Regions from separate parts of the Arachis hypogaea genome. Here region 2 is linked to region 1. Evidence: chromatin contacts called from public Hi-C data. All regions are on one chromosome and are shown on one strand. Each heading gives the region's core, a stretch centred on a gene start, on an enhancer-like site or on the middle of the called end of the contact. The rest is flanking DNA. Distances are from core to core; before and after follow the strand shown.

Evidence for each region. Hi-C and Micro-C count contacts between places; a contact is called where the count stands out from the background.
Region 2: a contact with region 1 is called in a Hi-C map of leaf, with 3 times the contacts expected there. The contact joins the enhancer-like site here to the promoter of LOC112722747 in region 1. A contact is called at or near these places in 2 of 8 Hi-C or Micro-C datasets (both in leaf).

Annotation. Positions count from the first base shown.
Region 1 is chr11:134,765,190-134,768,962 of arahy.Tifrunner.gnm2.J5K5, forward strand. It overlaps LOC112722747 (cullin-associated NEDD8-dissociated protein 1), which reads right to left and starts at 1,802. Exons shown (of 29, transcript XM_025773879.3): 1 at 1,561-1,802; 2 at 1,266-1,354; 3 at 984-1,153; 4 at 335-545. The coding sequence starts at 1,301.
Region 2 is chr11:134,865,053-134,868,825 of arahy.Tifrunner.gnm2.J5K5, forward strand. No RefSeq gene overlaps it. Among protein-coding and RNA genes, the nearest start is that of LOC112721870, 6.1 kb to the right of the region's middle. Within about 2 kb of position 2,164, at least 3 of the 3 cell types and tissues checked have open chromatin away from gene starts, as enhancers often do.

The sequences.
Region 1 (3,773 bases), core at 552-3,051:
TTAAGGATGTGCAAATAAATATCGATTGAAACACTTAGGTCTAAATATTAAAAAATGAAATGGCTGCTTCATAAGTACGAAAAATCAAATAAAATATATTTAAATATCTTTTATGTCTTAAACAACTATTGCCTAATAGGTACATATCAGATCAGATCAGAAGAAACTGATAATATAAACATAAAATCATCTACAAATAGAAAATATCAACTCAGAGAGGCCTGAAGACCAAAAAAAGGTGGAACTTAATGAATGTGCCATTGGCCTCACGGATACAGATGAGTTATTATTAAAATTGAAGGAACAGAGGTTTTAAGTATAACTAAGAACATACTGAGCCAGTAATTCCTTTTATCAGTTGTGGTGAGAGAGAATGAAGAATAGACTGGGCAAGAGACTGAGTAGAAACTTCAGCAACAATTGTTTTCAAAGCTATGCTGGCAATATCACGATGCTGATCCTTCCCATTTAGCAATTTATCACAGAGTTTTTCGGTCATTTCCACAACCCTTGCCTCACTCACCTTCCTCACTAATGGAGCAAGACTGCAAATCTTTTATCAAGTTAGATTCATAAATATAATATTTAATACATTTCTGAAAAGTATCAAACTTTATCATTTATTTTTTATTTTCTCATTGTAACTTGAGCTCCCTACAACGAAGACCCTTGAACAAATAATTTTCTGCAACACTTGCGTTTGTAAAAACAACGGGGATTAACAAGCTGACTTTTCATTATAAGTTATTAAAAGTGTAGGCATGATTTTAGCTTCTGTAATAATAATAATAGTAACAACACAGAAAAAGAGAATAGCAGAATGAGCAAAAAAATCCTACAAAATCTTTTAAATTATACTTAACTAACCTTCGAAAACAGTGGCATAAATCCATAACTGACGGTAGAAGACGAAATAACACTATTTGAAACATACATGCAAAGCAAAACTAAAATATACAAGTGAGCATAGAGAATTGCTGTACCATTTGACAGCCAGCCCAGAAACATCACCAGCTGCATCATCAAGCTGTTGTATGATGATATTTGTCAACTTCATCTCTAGATCAGTATCAGCCTTAAATGATGATTTCTGCAACTCATTAAGCAAATCAGACGTGGCCATATATCTATAGTCCTTATCCTTTCCAGTCATCTACAAGAAACAATTCAGAAAAAACCGAAAAGGAATCAATTAACATAAATAACTATATATAATGGCACCCATACTCTCAAGCTCATTCCAAAAAGGACAGAAAACTATGTACCTTCTCTAGTATGCCAGTTAGAGTTAAATTAGCCATGTTGCCAGCACTGTGTGAATGTGTAATGCCAAGTCTCACAAAACAGCTGCAATCTGAGAAGGTGCGAAAACTGGATTTAGAAATACGTCGGATGAGTGTGACAATAAGTTGAAAGCATAAAGGAACGATTCTCCTAAATTCTAAAGAACATGGAATGCTTAAATGCTAACGACAGGGGTGGGATGCAGGAGTGAGCAGAGGCCATAGCGAGCGAAGAACAAAGAGATTTTGGTAGAGAGATAGAGAAAGAAAACAGAACCTGAAAAGCAAAAAAGGGATGAAACCCTAAACAAAGCAAAGCAAGGAAAGTGCGAGCTGAGAATCCGGCACCGGCGAGGCAGAGAGAATGGAGAAAAAGGCGATGCGATTGCGATGGATCAGAATGGGAAACGGATTGGATTCAGGTCTTGTTTCACTCCGATTGGGCTGCACTCAACACTCCTCGCTACCCAGCTCTCACTCACACCACACTCTTCTACCTTTAAACCCTATTCATTTCATTTTTTATATATTACTACTTTTTTTTTTTAGATAGACTAAAGATTTGTTTGGATGAGTTTTTAAAAAAATATTTTTTTAAGTTATTTTTTTTTAAATTTTTATAAAAAAGTAAAATTAGAAGTAATTTTATGTTTAGATATTTTATATAAAAATATTTTTTATTTATTAATTATGTTTAGATATAATAATATAAAAGTATTTTTTATTTATTTATTATGTAAAAAATATTTTTTTAAAAAATATTAAAAAAAAATATGTAAATTATAATTTTTTAAAAAAATTATTTTTTTATTTTTTAATAATTTTATTTTTAGTTTTACTACTAAAAATTTGTCAAATACACTAAAAATAAAAAAAATATTTTTCATTAAAAAATCTTTTTATTAAAATAATAGTATCCAAATAAATACTAATTTATTTTATAAATATTTTCTAAATAGATTAATTAAATTTCATACAGTCAACAAAAAAAATTAAATTCTCTAGAAAACCACAATTAGTAAAATGATAAAGTTATATCAATCATTAGTAAATTCATAACTTTTACCATATATAAAATTATTATTTTTACTTAAAAATAATTAATTTTTTATTTTATTATTTTATCAATTTTGTTTTTTTATTTTAGAGGAGTTTAATTTAAGAAAACAAAATTCACACACACATATATATAAATATAACTATTTATATTTTTATTGTGTATTATTTATTTATTTCGTTGTCAAGTAATCATGGTAAATAAGATAGATGTATTGGATAATGATAAAAAGAAAATTGAACGCTATAGATATATTTCTAAATAAGATAAGAATATTGGACAACTAAAATAAAATGTTTGTAGTATAATTTTGATATATTTAAAAGATAAAATCATGTGAAAAAAAAATTAATAGAATTTATTATGATTTCTATTTTTTAATTGTATTCAAAATATTATAATTTTTATTTTGTTGATTTTAATTTATTTTCAGTTTAATCTGTTTCAAACTATTATTATTGAAGTTGAATTGATTTATAACCATTTAAATTTTAAATTTTATAATTTAAAAATTTGTGATTATTTTTTTCCAAAATCAAATTAGGATTTTTTTTGTTTAAATGAAATAAATATAAAATTTACAAAAATACATCAAGTACAACATAATTACATAAATACACAATTGGCCACATCTCGAATAATGAGGGGTTCCAAAAATTGAACAAATCTCAGGTGCTAACAATCTGTGTCATAAAGGTGTCAGAGATAGATGCAAAAAATTAGGGGTGGCAAAACGGGTTCCGTTGGGTCGAGCTAGTATTTAGAACCCGCCAAATTAAAAAAATTCGCCAAATCTGCACCGCTAAATTGGCGGGTTTTTGCGGGACGGAATGGTCCGCCGGGTCAAAGATTTTTATTTTCTTTTTTTATTAAATAAAAGAGTGATTATTATTATAAAATTAATAATTATAGAACTTTCAAACACTTTTTTTTATTTTTATTCTTCTTTTAGTTATTAACTTTATTTATTTTATTTTATAATTTCGTATATTTGTTCGAATTATGTGACTTATTTTTTAAAATAAAGATAGTTCTATTGACAAATATTATTTTGAACAATTTTATTGAAGTTAAAAATTAAAAAAAAAAGTAAAAAATAATTTGACTATTTTTTATTTGTATTTGATTTTTTAATTATTATTTTTTAGTTAATTTTAATGAATTTTATTTTTCAAAAAAAAAAAAGAATCAAGCGGGCTAGCCCGCCAATCCGCCATAAAGTGGAGCGGGCTAGCATTTTAAACCCATTTTAGTTGGTTGGGCGGGGCGGATTAGGACGGATCGGTCCGCTTTGCCAACCCTAATTTTGATTGACTCAGTAGCCAAGATATGCACAATGCGAAAATTAGTAGCTCAGATACAGTCATCCATTTTTATTGTGTGATAAAAATATTTCATTTAAAATTTCGATGATTATAATTAAAATTAATAAT
Region 2 (3,773 bases), core at 914-3,413, 100 kb after region 1:
TAAACCTTTATATAATAATTAATTTTTTATATACATTTAATATTCAATTTTTTTATGGAGACATTTAATCAATTTTAGCAATAATTCACTTTGTAATAACCTTCGTTGCATGCAATTACATTATTATTATTATATTAAAATTCAATCCATATTAGAATACTAATTAGTCATTTATATAATATTAAAAATAATATTTATACATTAAAATCAGTCACTAATATATATTAGAAAGAGGGGAAGGGGTGTTTTACGCATGCGAAGGGAAAATGGCATCATGAATTAAGCATTCAAAAGTTTGTCTCCTCTGATATATCCATCTGTATTACCCTTTTCTCCTTCATTCTTCGTGCGTGCCTGTGGCTCCCACCAACTTGCTACTCCTTTCTCTTTCCCATTTTATAATTTAAGTCACTTATGCTTGGTAATTAAATAAGTTTCTTAATTAAGTACTTAATTGAAATCTGTGTGTGAGTATGAAAGAGTTACATACTTTATTACAATTTATTCATTAAAGAGCAGCATATATAATATGTGTATGTATATATGACCTTAGACTTTTAGGATGAAACAATAAGTAACATCCGCGAGATCTGCTGGGCCATGAAACGACCTCAACTTATTACAAAACAACACACACGTACACCTGACTTTCTTTCTCAATTAATTCTGTTGCAACTCATTCGTTCTATTTTCTTCTTCATATAATGTAATATAAATTGATATATAAGTATACGTGTCACGCATATATATATATGCGTGTGCCTGCGTGCTTATGAGAACGTACAGCAGTTTGATTTGCAGGTATATGTAGTACGTAGTAGTAGTATAGTTGCAATAAATTGAATACAAAGAATCCAATTCCCCATGAAACCAAAATGAATGAGTGAATATGCATGGATGAATGAGCCATATAGCTAGCCCATAGCGCATAGGCCATAGGTGATGATGATACGAGGATGAGAGTAGTAAAAAGTGTTTCCCATAAATGGGAAGCCCATGCAATCATTTACTTAAAGCCACTCTGAAATGGCCATGGCCATATCCATATGGCTGGAGGACATATATGTTAGATATTGGACTAAGGAACCCTACCTCTCGTGCCAGCAATTAATTTTTTCATGTTTATGGGTTTAATGCATGCCTGCTACTTCCTTTATTTTCCCTTCAATTTGTAACTCATATATATAGCGGGTAAATATACATACTACTATATATCATGCGCGGATCGGAGCCAAGACCGTTGCAACTTGCAACATATATATTATGTTAATGCATGGCAGTGACAATGTATAATTTATTTAATTTGAAGTGCATACATTAATTAACAAAATAATAAAAAAAAAAAAGTTGCCTCTAATCTATCGCATTCTGTCACCCTGCTCACCACCACAGTGCTTTTCTGTTTGGTAGCTCAGAGTCCATCACTTTCGATCTCTATATATTGATAAATATTTGGTCCGAATAGTGAACATACATCTTTCTATGAAGTTAGTCTTATGATCTGATGGCTCCTTACTCGTCCTTTAATGATTTAGCTAGTTAATATTATTCATCTTAAAAGAAATGGAAGAGGATGCACATAGCCACATATTAACTTGGTCAGAAATCTTAGCGATAGAAATGTTTATGATTTGAGGTTGGTTGTCTATGACTATTTTTTTAATTCTCCGTGGTATCGTTCGTCCCCGTAGACAAATGACTAATTTATTATAGATTTTAGTTTTATTAAAAAATTTGTTGTTTGTCAATAAATTATTTAGACCAATCGAAATTAGTTGTTGTCCATGACTATGGATGACTATTTTTTTTTTGGTTTACCCAAACGGTATCCCCCAACCCGACAGGTTGAAGACTAATCCGTCGCGAATCTGAGCTCCATTTAAGGGTCTGTCGCTGGCCAATGAGTTGCTGCATGCACAAGGCGGGGTTCGAACTCCCGACACTTGCTTAAGCGGACGAGTGAGCTGACCACTCGACCAACCCAAGTTGGTTGACTATGGATGACTATGACTATGCTGAAAATATACATTGCCACAAATTTTTTTTTTGTCATGCCACAATTTATCTTGTTTTGATGTTTTTGTATTCCAGCAGGGGCAAAGGCCCATTTCTCTTAATCTTGCAGGCAAGCATGACATCGGTTTAGGTTGGGCTTAGTCTTTTGTTGGGCTTTTGTTTCTTTTACGTATTATTCATCATTAGTGGTACCGGACCAGGATGATTTATGGTTAGTCAAGAATGTGTTGGGCCTCAGCCCAGTTTTCAATAACAGTCCGAAAAATAAAATTCTGTACAAAATATTAAGAAATGAACGAGAGGTCTTAAGTTCAAGTTTCATGTAATGCAAACTTGATAAAAAAGTAAATTTTATGTGTATGTGTGGGTGTAGTGTGTGTAACCTAAAATTAAAAGTTGTTCAATCCATCTACCAAAAAATAAAAAAGAAACGAAGGAAATTTAAAAATATATTTTTTATTTATATTTACTAATATTATAATTTTAAATAATATCTTTAAAATTAGAGTTAAGTACTGTTTTTGTCCTTAAGGTCTGAGGCCAAAACCAAAATCGTCTCTAACCTTTTTTTGTTATTAAAATCATCCTCAACATTACAAAACGTTATAAAATCGTCATTTTCTACTTTAATTTTATTTTTTTACCAAATTACCCTTAATAATTAATATAAATGATAAAAATAATATTAAAAAATAAAAACCAACCATTTCCCCTCCCCTCCCCTCTCCCAACCTGCACCCCCACTCCCTATCTCTTCTCTTTCTTCTCTCCCCATTCCCTTCATCGGATGAGACGTCTCTCCAGCATAAAACACATAACTCTCCTTTCCCAATTCAATGTAGCTACAGCTATACCCAGGTTGTTTCTTAACTTCCACTACCATCATCATCTTCCTCACCTTTGAAACATTTTTTCACATATCAGCCCCAGCATAAACATTAGATAACAATATATAGGAGGAAGACTCTTCAGGTTTTAAGCTCAATAGATGATTAGCAATCCTAATCGCCATCTTGGCATTACCATGGTGCTTACAAGCACTCGGTAAAGCAGCCCAAGTAGGTTCATCAGGGGTAAATCAATCCAACGATCCTTGCCAACCAAACCAGCGTGACTACAGGCCTAAATCAATCCAACAAATGTCACCTCACTCGGTTTAACATCAGTCGAAACCATGCTGTCACGGAGCCCATGTTTCCTCAGCTCTTTCATGCTGCGCACTGCCGACAATAATGGAAGTTCAAGAAACCACATCTTTCCTCCACATCCCAAAGAACACACCCTTGGCCGCATCAAGGTCGCTACACTTGGCATACATATTCATAAGCTTTGAGGGATTGGAAAAGGGAGAGGGGTTATGAGGAAGGGGATGGGGAGAGAAGAAAGGGAAGAGATTACGGAGTGGGGGTATAGGTGGAGGGGGGAGGATTTATTTTTATTTTTTAATATTATTTTTATTATTTATATTAATTATTAAGGATAATTTGGTAAAAAAAATAAAATTAAGGTAGAAAATGACGATTTTATAATATTTTGTAACGTTGAGGATGATTTTAATAACAAAAAAATGTCGGGGACGATTTTGATTTTGGCCTCAAACCTTAGAGACGAAAACAATACTTAACCCTTAAAATTACTTATTCCCGCTGTTTTACCATAATTTCCTTATCATTTCTTAAATAAGATTTTTTATTAAAAGATAAAAAATAAAAATCAGTTTAACAAAAATCATGAGGCATAGTTTCATCTAGAATAAA